Regions from separate parts of the Mus musculus genome. Here region 1 is linked to region 2. A link is a contact called in public Micro-C data. All regions are on one chromosome and are shown on one strand. Each heading gives the region's core, a stretch centred on a gene start, on an enhancer-like site or on the middle of the called end of the contact. The rest is flanking DNA. Distances are from core to core; before and after follow the strand shown. Region 1 holds the start of Skor1 (SKI family transcriptional corepressor 1). Region 2 holds the start of Isl2 (insulin related protein 2 (islet 2)).

The links. A called contact is a pair of places that touch in the nucleus more often than the background predicts.
Region 1: a Micro-C map of embryonic stem cells shows a contact between it and region 2, with 32 times the contacts expected there. The contact joins the promoter of Skor1 here to the promoter of Isl2 in region 2. A contact is called at or near these places in 5 of 484 Hi-C or Micro-C datasets (cerebellum and embryonic stem cells) and 1 of 115 datasets of contacts at active chromatin or transcription factors (embryonic stem cells).

Annotation. Positions count from the first base shown.
Region 1 is chr9:63,144,171-63,149,838 of GRCm38.p6, forward strand. It overlaps Skor1 (SKI family transcriptional corepressor 1), which reads right to left and starts at 2,810. Exons shown (of 9, transcript NM_172446.3): 1 at 2,637-2,810; 2 at 212-2,408. The coding sequence starts at 2,743.
Region 2 is chr9:55,537,899-55,543,689 of GRCm38.p6, forward strand. Isl2 (insulin related protein 2 (islet 2)) reads left to right here and starts at 3,251. Exons shown (of 6, transcript NM_027397.3): 1 at 3,251-3,440; 2 at 4,202-4,391; 3 at 4,499-4,761. The coding sequence starts at 3,383.

The DNA.
Region 1 (5,668 bases), core at 1,560-4,059, 7.6 Mb after region 2:
ATTTTCCGAATCCCTCAGCCCTGCGTCCCTCCCAGCGAGCCCAATGCCACAGCGCGCCCCCGGCTGGGGCTGCGAAGAGCAGCTGGGACCTGCTGCTCGTCCGCCACAACAGAACAGAATCCCAGTTCCCACACCTGGCCCGCAGCGGCTGTGTACGAGGGCAGAATGGCGTAAGGGAGGAGGCGCCACCGGCGAGGTGCACCAGGCTCACCTTGGCCGCCCCGGGGCCTCCCAGGGGCCCGCAAGGCTCTCGCAGCTCATAGCCGCCGCTTGGTGGACTCCGCTCAGTTCTCCGCACCACATCATCGGCCACCAGGTCCCCGAATGCGGATCTGATAGCGGGCGGTGGCCCAAGGCGGCGGCGAGGGCGAGGACTATCGCCATCCGCAGAGTCTGTGGGGCCGTCGGCGCCTGAGGATGTAACAGATGGGGGCCCAGCAGGCTGGTCGCCGTCTGGGCCACCTCCCGTGCTGGGTGCCCTGGGCTCGGTGTCGTCCTGGGCTCCCTCCTCGTCGGGGAAGCGGTTGGACTCTACGTCCACCTCCGGTTCGTCCGCGGTGTCCACGTCGGGCGAGGCAGAATGATAGCTGGAGCTGCCCTCGCTCAGAAAGTCCGGGCTCACGTAGCCCCCTCCGGTCCCGGTGCCGGGCACTGGCCCGCGAGCAGGTCCGGAGCCATAGGCCTCGCGCGCGCTGCCGTAGAGCTTAGCGATGCTCTCTGCATCCTTAACTACGGGTCGGAAGGCTGACACGTAGGAGCTTTTGCGAGCAGGTGGCGGTGGCGGAGGGGGCAGGGGACCCAGAGACGGTGGCAGCGCCTCGTCCGCACCGTCCTCGTCCAGGGGCCCGCGGGATAGAGCGCTCGGGCAGCGCTCCTCCGTACCGAGGCTGCCCTCTTTAGCTGGCTCGGCACCGTCCAAAGACTCAGGACCGCCCCCGCCAGCCGCCGCCGCCGCTGCAGCAGCAGCCGCAGCCACCGCGGCCGCTACGGCCTTAGCTTGGCTCTGAGCGGCCGGGTAAGGAGGCACCGGGAGGCTCCCGGCTGCTGGCCAGAACATGGGAAACGTCGGGTATACAGTGGCGGCGGCAGCTGCGGCAGCTACCGCCGCTGCGTCCTTGGCTGCGCCGGAAGGTTGATGTCCCCAGAACATTGTGCCGCCACCAGGGCCGGGCCCTGCTCCTGGGGGCAAGTGGCCAGCTCCCGGGCCACCCGCACCCGCGGCGGTGCCAGCGCCCCCACTGCTCCCGGTGCCAGGGCCTCCCTTGGGTTCTCCGGCGACCAACACTGGGTCGTCCTTTTTGGGACATAGGCCGAATGCTGTGGGGAAACCGTAAGGATGCGGGAAAAGAGGCGGGGGCAGCTTTTGCAAGAGGCCAAAACCTTTGCTGGGCACTGGAATCACCGGGTAGCTGCGAACCCCTGCGCTGCCCCCAGGTCCTCCAGGTCCTGCAGGGCCACTAGCTGCCGCCGCCAGGCCAAGTGCGCGCTGCGGATGCGGTGGAGGTGGCCCGGGAGGCCCAGCCGCCTCGTCTTCACCGCAGCGCAGACTTTTGTGGGGCGGTGGGCCTGGGGCCATCTCTGAGCCGCACCCTGGACCGCCACCGCCACCAGCGCCGCCCTTCCCTGCACCACCAGACCCGCTATTAGCGCCGCCTCCGCCGCCCCCTTGCAGGGAGAAGGTCCGCTTGCGCGTACCGCCATTAAACATAGCCTTGACGTCCTCCCAAGCGTGGCTCAGTTCGTCGGTGGCCGACTTGTCACTGAGTTTGAGGTGCCGACGCCACGAGTTAAAGTTGGCGGCGTCGGGCTGAGTGTACTTGGCGTCGGGTGTGCGGTGCGAATGGAAGATGAACTTGTTGGGAGAGAAATACATACTGCAGTAGCCGCACTTGATGCACTTAGCACGAGAGCTGTTGTAACGGGCAGGGATGAAGCTGCCCCGAGAGCCCCATGCGCACTCGTGCACCACGTCAAAGGCGAAGTTCTCAGGCAGTTTGGGGGGCTTGTGCTCGCCCAGGAACGACTTGCACAGGCGTTCGGCCTCTCGTTTTGTGATCATACCACAGCGGCGAGAGGAGATGGGCATGGCCCCGGCCCGACGCAGTATCTCCAGCTGCACCGGCGTGCATTGCACGCATGTGATGCCCAGGGCCACGCGGCGGTTGTGGATCTCATTGTAGCTGTAGTTTTTGAGCAGGGTGTTGGAGATCTGGGCTAGGCACAGGCGCTCCTGCCCATCAATGACCAGCGACACGATGGGTACCCCGTACAGCGACGTCTCGCCCACCTGGTTGGGTTTAAGGGCGCTGGATCCCGAGTAGGGCTGCAGCTCTTGCTTGGAGTTGGGAGAGGAGCTGCCCTCGCGTCCCGGCCCCAGCTGAGTGGTGAGAGCCTCCATGCCGCCGCTCCTGCGAAACAGAGAGAGCAGAGAGCAGATGAGCCATTTTTTTAGCGCCGCTACCTAGGTTCAGGCCCGCCCAGCGGGGCGCAACGTGTGGGGTGCGAGGGGGTTACTTGGCAGTGGGGAGCTCAAGCTCATTCGTCCCACGGACTGGCCCCTTTTGTTATTCAGACCAGCTTCTGAGCTGAAACAAAAGCACCCGGGGGGCTAAGGGAGGAAAAGGGAAAATCGAAACCTCAGGAAAGCCCCGGCTGCCAGGAAACCAATCCTGTTTTCAGATTGGAAAGGAAGTGGGACCCAGAGACGGAGAGTGACTTGCCCAAGGCCACACAGCAATGCCATAGCCAAATCCAGGCTTTCCAGCCGGCACTCAGGTTTGCGTGCCTTCAGCTACCTCACAGCTCGCCCTGCCCGCCAGGGTCCTGAAGCCCGGACTTCAGGGACCAGCGGCCCCTCTGCTCAGTCGCGCATGCACGCGTGCGGGCGGGGGCAGTGAAGGGAGAGGTGGGGAGGCGAAGGAGGGGCACTCACTGCCCATCACAAACTGCAGGATGTAGGGGTGGGGGCAGGGAGAAGGGGGAGGGATGGAGGTTGAAGGAGGAGGATAGAAGGAAGAGGAGGAGGCCACTGCTGTTCGCGGTGCTGAACCCTACCCTTTCCAAAGCTTGTCGCGTGCACCACGACCTCGGGTGGCCCCCAATGCACCTATCTTCGTGGTGACCGGCTTCCAGGGACAACAGTACCGGTTTGCACAAACCTGTACTTCTCTTCTGACTCCTTGAGCCCGGTGTTCCTTGAGCAGAAAGAGTCCAGCTGGGTTTACAAAACGCTTTCTTGCCAGCCATCAGTTAGGCCGGGATCACGCAGTCTCTAACCACATTTTCTGCATTTTTTAGCTGCATTCCAGACTAAAGCCGGCTCCCCTCTTGTCAGCGCTTGGGACAGAGAGGTTCTCACAGGCGTTTCTCTGGAGTCACTTTTTAGCTTTGGAAACATGCCCCTGAGCTTTCTGTCCTCTTCCACACAGCTTTTCTTACTCAGACCCAACACAGGCTCCCCAGGCTCTGGGCTGCTCCTTTTGTGGGGGTGACTCCTCTTTGAGTATCCTTCATGCCCCGACATCAGCTCAGATGGGCTAGAAGGAATCTTGGCCACTCTTGGAAGCCACTGTAAAACTCCAAGCACTAAAAAGTTGCTGCTGGTCCCTCGCTTTGATCTCTGGAGAAGGCAGAGAGGAAGCTGTATCCACAGTCTAGCCTGGTGGAGGACCCAGGAATTGATGTTTAGGGCCTTCTAGGTCGCCCAGTCACCTCACGTGTCTTCAGACACTCAGGGCTCCATGGACCCAATGCTGGGCGGCAGGCGCTCTTGCCGCCAATCTAGTCCCTAGGACTCCCTCCTCCGAACTTGGCTGGAAAAGCAAATCCATTTCAGAGGGGTAGCTTCACTCTAACAGGGATCCGAATTCCAAAGCTAAGAACCTGGCATCTTTGGTCTGCAGGTATCTTTCCCTCCCTCTGTTTGCTTAGATACTTATTTGTCGATCTTATCTGTCCCTGAGCTGTCTGTCGCTGCCAGCTCACCGCTCTTTCTCCCATCTATCTTGTATCTTGTTCAAGTATCAACCTATTTATTATCTGTTTCATCTCTTCCAGTCAAACTGAGGCAAGTTGATCCTCCCTTGTCACTGAAATCCCCAGTAACATTTTAGGAGGCAAGCAAACTACTGTGCTAACTCCCTGGCTGAGGGGTCAACAAGGCGAGCTAGGTGTCCCAGGGACGGCTCTCACACAGGCTGAGGAGGTGGCTAAGGGGGCCCGCAGCTGTGGGAAATGACGATGGCTTCTGGGATTTCTGGGCAAATGTACCGGGCCCGCATAGAGTGAAGAGGACACCCTGAGCCTGGAGCGTCCACCTGAAGCTGGGGCTCCTGAGTCCCCAAGGGGTTTTCCCAAAGGGCTTTTGGCCTTGGAGCCCGGAGAAGTGAGGGACCCTAGGAAGGAAACAGCATTTCGAGGGCCAAAGAAGAAAGCACCAACGAAGGGCCGCACTCAGGGACAAGGAGCAGTGCTCAGGGCGGCATGGGGACCCCCTGGCCCGCTCCTGTGGCTCGAGGGGCGAGCCTAGCGAGGTTAAGCAGGCGGGAGGTGGGCAGCGGTGGCAGCGAGGCTGTGGAGTCGTTTGTTAGGATAGGAAACAACCGCCACAGAGTCTAAAGGAGAAGTCAACGAAAGAAGCGCTGCGGCGGCCGGCGCGGGGGCTGTGGGCTCGCGATCGCAGGTACTCACCGTGCGGGCGGCTGGAGCCGGGCAAGCGGCGAGCGGAGGTGCGCGGCGGGCGGAGCGGCGGGCGGGAGTCGGGGATCCGCCGGGCTCTCCGGGTGACGGCGCGGCCCCTCCCCGCGCGCGCGCACAGCCGCGCAACCCCGCTCCCCGCGCTGCCACCCGCGGCCCCTCCCGCTCTCAACAGGCACGGGGCGCCAGGGTCCCCGGAACGGAGCCCGGTGCCCGGAACCGCCGCCCCCGAGGCCGGGGACTGGCCCGAAGAAGAAGCCGAAGCCTAGAGCTCATGGCGCAGCGGCGGGCACGGCCTCGGTCACAGGCGGGAGTGGCGAGGCCGGCGCTGGGCGGGAGCGCCTGACAGCTGCGAGCCGGGGCGCCACACCCACCACCCCTCGCTGTCCCTCGCGCCCTCCCCGGGTGCGCCCGCCCGCGGGCCACGCGCCGCGCCCGCCGCCTCTCCGCAGCCCCAGGGCCTGTGCGCCCCAGGTAAGCGGCCGCCCACCTGCGGCCCGCGGCTCGCACCTGCGGCCCTGCGCGAGCCAGAGAGGCCGAGTGGGCGGAAGGGATGGAGGGGATCAGAAAGTCCCCCCCGCCCCCCATAACCAAGCGCTAGGGTCCAAAGCTAGCCATTGCCACCGAGGGCCCGAAGCCGGGCTGGGTGGTGGAGTTGAGGGTTACTCAAAAGAAAGGGGAGTAGGGAGGGTCACATCGCGCTCCCGCTGCAAGGACAGTGGAACTAAGAGTTTGCCCTGGAGACCCAGACGGGCCGTCCAGACTGGGATGGAGTACTGAGCGCTGGGGAGCGCAACCGGGAAGGGGCAGGCGCAGCGCCCCAAGGCTCCTGACTCTGGGAGCAGGCTAGAATGCATTATTGTGAAAGTCACCCTTCTGCTTTCTTCACTGGGCAAGGGACGGCTGGGGACTTGGGTTTGTGCCCCAACCCCAGTATCTCTTATCTCTAACAGGTTTAAGGCAAACGCCAAGT
Region 2 (5,791 bases), core at 2,001-4,500:
TGTCCCTCAGCCGTGATGTGGGGATTTCTGTGAACTATGTTAAAGCACACAGCCCTGAGAGAATCTCCTATACCAGCCATGGTGATGGTGTTGCCACGGCCCAGCATTCCTTTTTACATCTGTGAGTCTCTGGACAGGAAGGGGTAAGAACAGAGGCGGTGATATAGAGAGGAAGCTGTCTGTGCGGCTGCATGAACGTGCATGCGCAGGCTGGCACACGCATCTGGGTCCCTGGGCTGGGATGTGTGCAAGCGTGTGCAACTTCTGCCCTGTCAGTCAGGGGGAGCATGACGAGCTCTCTGTCATACAAGGGCCCAGGAGCAAGTCCCCAAAAGTGTGTCCTGCTTCCTGGTTTTAGGAGGAAAAAGACAGGGAAGGTAGAAAGGATGGAAAGATTGACAAAGCAAAAACAGAGAAACTAGCCAAAAAAAAAACAAAAAACAAAAAACAAAACCCAAAACAAAACAAAAACCTACAACAACAAAACAAAACAACCAACCAAACCAAACCAAAAGACTCACAACAACAAAACAAACAAACAAAACTCCAGAAAAACAAATAAAAGCCAGTTTTTTTTTTTTTTTTTTCCATTGCCTGGCCTTTGTAGGCGACTCCCAAGCCCTGGCCACAGGCCAAGATTGCTGCTCTTTCCCTCAGGCAAGGCTTGTCCTCAGGAGGGGGGCTGTTGTCGTTACAGAGTAATGACCCACCCACCTGGCTTTCTCCAGGGCTTTCCAGAGGGAAGAGCTCAGGGAGCGTTTGCTGCAGTCCTTAAGTCTTTCCATGTCACAGCTGAAGCTAGGGCTCTCAAGCCATGGCCACCGCTCCCAGCAAGGGCAAGAAAGGAGGGGCCACTGCCAAGAGTGTGGAGAGCAGAGAGCCCTGCTTCCTCTCAAAGGGGACATTTTAGGAGGAGAAGCAAGGCTGGACCACGTGTATCACTTATGCCCCTCTCATGCCAGCACTGGACTCCTGGGGTGACTGGGACCCCGGAGACCCATGCTCAGGGACCTGGAAAATGGTTTTACAGCGGCAGAGAAATGGAGGTGAGTGCCCCTCCCCTATCCTTAGCAAATTCTCAAGAACTCAGTTTCTGGTTAGGAGGGGCTTTCTCTAGGTAGGAGAGGGTTAAAGGTTGAGCCTAGGACTCCTGCGGAGATAGACTGCCATTACCTAGGAGGTTTGCAGGATCTAGAGGTAATGGGAGCCAGGTCTAGCCCAAGATAGCCTTGGGGTGGAGGGTGAGGTGACAAGTATCCCCCAGTACCTGGAGCAGGCACAGTGCAGAGCCCACTCACTGGCTTCAACAATAAATCCAAGTCCACACCTAGGGCAGGCAAAGCAAGCACATTCACAAATAAATAAATCATTGCCCAACAGGCAAGAGATGTGCTTAGTCCTCACTTCCAGCAAGGCCCCACACAGATACCTTTCCAGAAAAGGCACACTCCCAAGTGTATAGGGTCCCAACAGAGAGAACCACTATGGTTACTGTAGATACCAGACACTGAGCACGATGAGGTAGGATTCTAAGGCTTTCCCTGCGATTAGTTTAATTTTTTTTAACAAAGCAAAGACAGCTGTTCTAAGTACAACCCATTTCACAGATGAGGAAAAGTGAGGGAGGAAGAAGAAATGAAACACCCAAAGTCACAGAGACCAGCGCTGATGCAGGACCCTTTACTTCATGGTTTGTGGTTTACCAGCAGAGATACAGTCATGCAAACTTAACCAGCCCCAGAGCCAGAGCGGCTGGGGCGCTAGTAGGAAAGATGGGGAAGGGTCGGCCTGTTGTCAAGCGGGTTGTAGGCTGTGGCAAAACTCTGGGTCCAGAGAACACTAGCGCTCTAAAGGTGGAGGCGGGGTCAAAAGCTACAGGAATCCGGCTGTGGAGCGAGGTGCCAGACTGTTTCCAGCGCTGGGGCATCTCCGAGCAGCCTTTCTAACCCCGACTTTCTGCAGAACCTGTGCCGACGCTCTTGACTGCAACCATTTCCCAGCCCAGCAGCTTCGGCTCTTAGCAGTTGGACCGCCGCGCCTGAATTAGATAGATCTCGGGCAGCGAGGCCTGCGGGATCCAAGTCCGGACATAGCTTTTGGTCGAGATACTTTATCCCAGAAGCCCACCCGCGCCCCACTTAGAGAGGTATCAAGTTTTTGGTGTCCTTTCAGAATGGGAGTGAGGGACCAACAGACCACCGTTGGATAAACACTGTTTGTACCTCATCGATTTGTCTTTCAACCCTTTGAAACAAAATTCACAACGATTTTTGTTTAAAAAAATCCCGAGTCTTAGAAATCGCAGATTTTTCTAGGATTAAAAAGCCACCGGGAAGACGGTAAATTACCCCGTGTCCCACATTTGTTTCTGATTAGTTGTGTTGTAATTGGTTTGTGTAACCCAAAATCAGAGAGTTCGTAAAAATCTTTTACTGTATGAGTGACACATCACAGCACTGTTTTTAGGCTCTATGCAGCTGAGAGGAGAAAGGAGAGGGTGGGAGTCAGCATCAATTTAACCAAAAGAGCAAAAAGTAGGAGGGAGGAAAAGTGCCTAGGCCAGGGTGGGTGGGAGGACTGTGGCTCTAAGTCTCTGGATTCCTTTTGGCTTACCCACCTGCAACATCGAGTTTTCTACAGGCGGCGCGGGTGGGAAAGTCCGCATAGAGTTTATCCAAACCCAGGTGCTCATTTCCTACCCGTTCTCCCTAACTTGGACCCCGCCGAACAAAGGCTCAGGCCCACCAGGGAGAAAGGTGGCCGGCTGGACCAGTGATGGTCCCGAAACAGCGAATCCTCTTTTCTCCCTCAAGGTCTGTCGTCCCCAGGAGGAATTTTTAATTTAAAAATTATAAAAGAAAAACACTTTTAAGGGGGAGACGACTCTCATCTATTCCCAGAAGACTATTGCCTTGCTAGGCAAACGCCCTACAAGTCCGAAGAAAGCGCGGCGCTGCGGCAGAGCCCGCGGGGTGGAGATGCGGCTTCCAAGGGATTGCGGGACCCGGGGCTGCAGAGAGGATCTAGGAAGGTTTCGGGGGAGGGGGCTGCGCTCCATTGTTCACTCCGAACCAATCAGAGCTTTCCCACTTCCTCCCAGCCAATCTCCCTGCGCCTCCGTGTCTACCCCAGCCCACCCTCCGGGTCCCCATCATCTCCCGAGCAAGCCCCAGGGCGGTGGGAGAGCTGGGTGACGCTACAGGTCCCGCCTCCAGCTCGGGCCCCGGGCGAGTGCGTGCTGACGTCATGCTGCGTGCGGGCCGGTGCGGAATCGCTCCTTCAACTCCGCGGGGCAGGAGTTAGTTAGCAAAGAGCAGAGGCTGGGCGCTCGACCCTGGTCCTTCTGTCCCCGGCCGCAAGCTTTGCTCACATCTCTCTCTGCATGGTGGATATTATTTTTCATTATCCTTTTCTGGGTGCTATGGGGGATCATTCCAAGAGTAAGTCTTTCTCTGTGTGTGGGTGTGTATGTGTGCTTGATATGCAACATTTCCAATGCAGAAGAATGTTTAGCGGATTCTACAAGTGGCTTTTATTTGACAAAATACTTGGGAGAATAAAAAAAAACAAACAAACAAGCAGTGCATTTCGCCCATAACACTGTTTATTCGTTGGAATCCTACTATTTTATTTTGCAATTAGACATTATTTCCCAAGTTGGCTGGAATGACCTCAGGCTGTGAAATTCTTTTTCTTTTCTGCTAGGACAATTAGGTTTGATTTAGAGAAATGGGTTTCTTCTCTGCCTTAGGAAGGTAGAGAGGTTTCAGTAGCTTGATCTGAGGTGTTTAAACTAAGAACTGTCGAAGAAGCTAAGAGGGGACAGGGCTGAATGCTGCGGTGTCTGCGTTGAAATAGGGAGTCGCTGTGAGCGGGAGCGGGCGGAAATCCGGGCTTGGCTGACAGTGTGGACACGGAGGCGTCCGTAGCTCCCCAGTGTCACCGTGCTGTCGTCTGCCTCCCGTTAGCTCTGTCTCTAGCTGAACCGATACTACGTCCGCGTTCAAAGACGGTGATAATGGAAATATCAGGAGATTGTGTTGTTTTCGTTTCCTACTTTCTGGATCATTCGAAAGTGGTCTCACTTTTAGAGCGGGAGATCAAGCAAGGGAGGGCGGGTTGGGTTGGGGCTGCTGCAGCGGCCAAGGCCGGCCGGGTCCTGTACCGGGCCTGACGCGGGCCCTGCGCCCTTCCCTGCTAGAGAAGCCCGGGACGGCCATGTGCGTGGGCTGCGGGAGTCAGATCCACGACCAGTTTATCCTTCGCGTGTCGCCCGACCTCGAGTGGCACGCCGCCTGCCTCAAGTGCGCGGAGTGCAGCCAGTACCTGGACGAGACGTGCACGTGCTTCGTGAGAGACGGGAAAACCTACTGCAAGCGGGACTACGTCAGGTGAGCCGGCGGGACCCGGGGTTCGGCCCCCTTGGGCTGGGGGGGACACGGCTGCGCGTCCTGGGCTCGGGTCCCTGCGCTGACGCCCGCCGCACCCGGGCCCGCAGGCTGTTCGGCATCAAGTGTGCCCAGTGCCAGGTGGGCTTCAGCAGCAGTGACCTGGTGATGCGGGCGCGGGACAGCGTGTACCACATCGAGTGCTTCCGCTGCTCCGTGTGCAGCCGCCAGCTGCTCCCTGGAGACGAGTTCTCGCTGCGGGAGCATGAGCTGCTCTGCCGAGCTGACCACGGCCTCCTGCTGGAGCGCGCTGCGGCTGGCAGCCCGCGCAGCCCCGGCCCGCTCCCCGGCGCCCGCGGCCTGCATCTGCCAGGTAAGCCTCTCTCCCGGCCCGCAGCGCTGCGCCGCGTCAGTAGGATGTACGACTGTGTAGCCGACAGCTGAGCTTCCGACGGGAAGCCGGTGTGAAAGGCTGCGTGCGCTGGGAACCCTGCTATGTGTCTGCGAGTGCGGGGGTCGGGGGGAATTGTATGTATGTGAGCGTGAGAGCCTCGGGAGTTGTGTTCTCCGTGGCCCGGACCATGTAGGATCGGGAGAGTGGAGGACCCGGAATCCTAGGTGCTGCCTGTCTGGGTTGTGTTTAGAATTCCTTTGATGAACAGGGAGAAAAGGTATCCATCCCACCCGGAGCCAAGGGAAGAAGGCCAGCGGCGCAGAAGAGGGGCCTGTGTTCTTGTTTTGATGTCCGGCTAGCATAAAGAAAGGTTCAGGGAGTTTATTGGTTAAAACCCTCCTAGGATGATAGGTGCTCTGGCCAGGAGTTGCTCAGACTGGGAAATAAGTGTTGACAAGAAGCAGGTGGAGAGGGTGCGACAGGAGACCCCAGTTCCAGGAAGCCAGGGGATCTGCTACTCAGATCGAGGTAGACCAGGCCCTCTGTGTGGCACCAGGGATTTCTTCCTCTCTGTAACTCCATTTCCACACTGTAGAAGGAGGGGATTGGTCTTGGTGGGCTATTTGTAAATGTTTACCCAGAACTAGTAATGCCTAGAGGGGACTTTAATGTAAACAATGCAGCTAAAATCCAGGGTGTGTAGACCGGGTTGAAAGTAAAACAGAATGGAGTTGGTGTTGAATGAACCCAAGCTGAGTTCGCCCAGGGACTCCTCTTTGTTTTGAAATGTAGGCTTGAGGCTGTTCGAGGTGGGTGTGAAAAGCAGCAGACACTGGGCTGAGGGGACCCAGAACCCAGAGAATCTCAGACCGAAGCCCCAAGGCAGGTAGCCAGGAAGGAGCCATTCTGTGCCCAGAAGGCCTCAGCTGCCCAAAGTCTGAATCGTCCTAGTCCGAGAGTGTTCCTAAGGGCGAGACTAGCCTAGGCGATCCCTTAGGAGCAGAAAGAG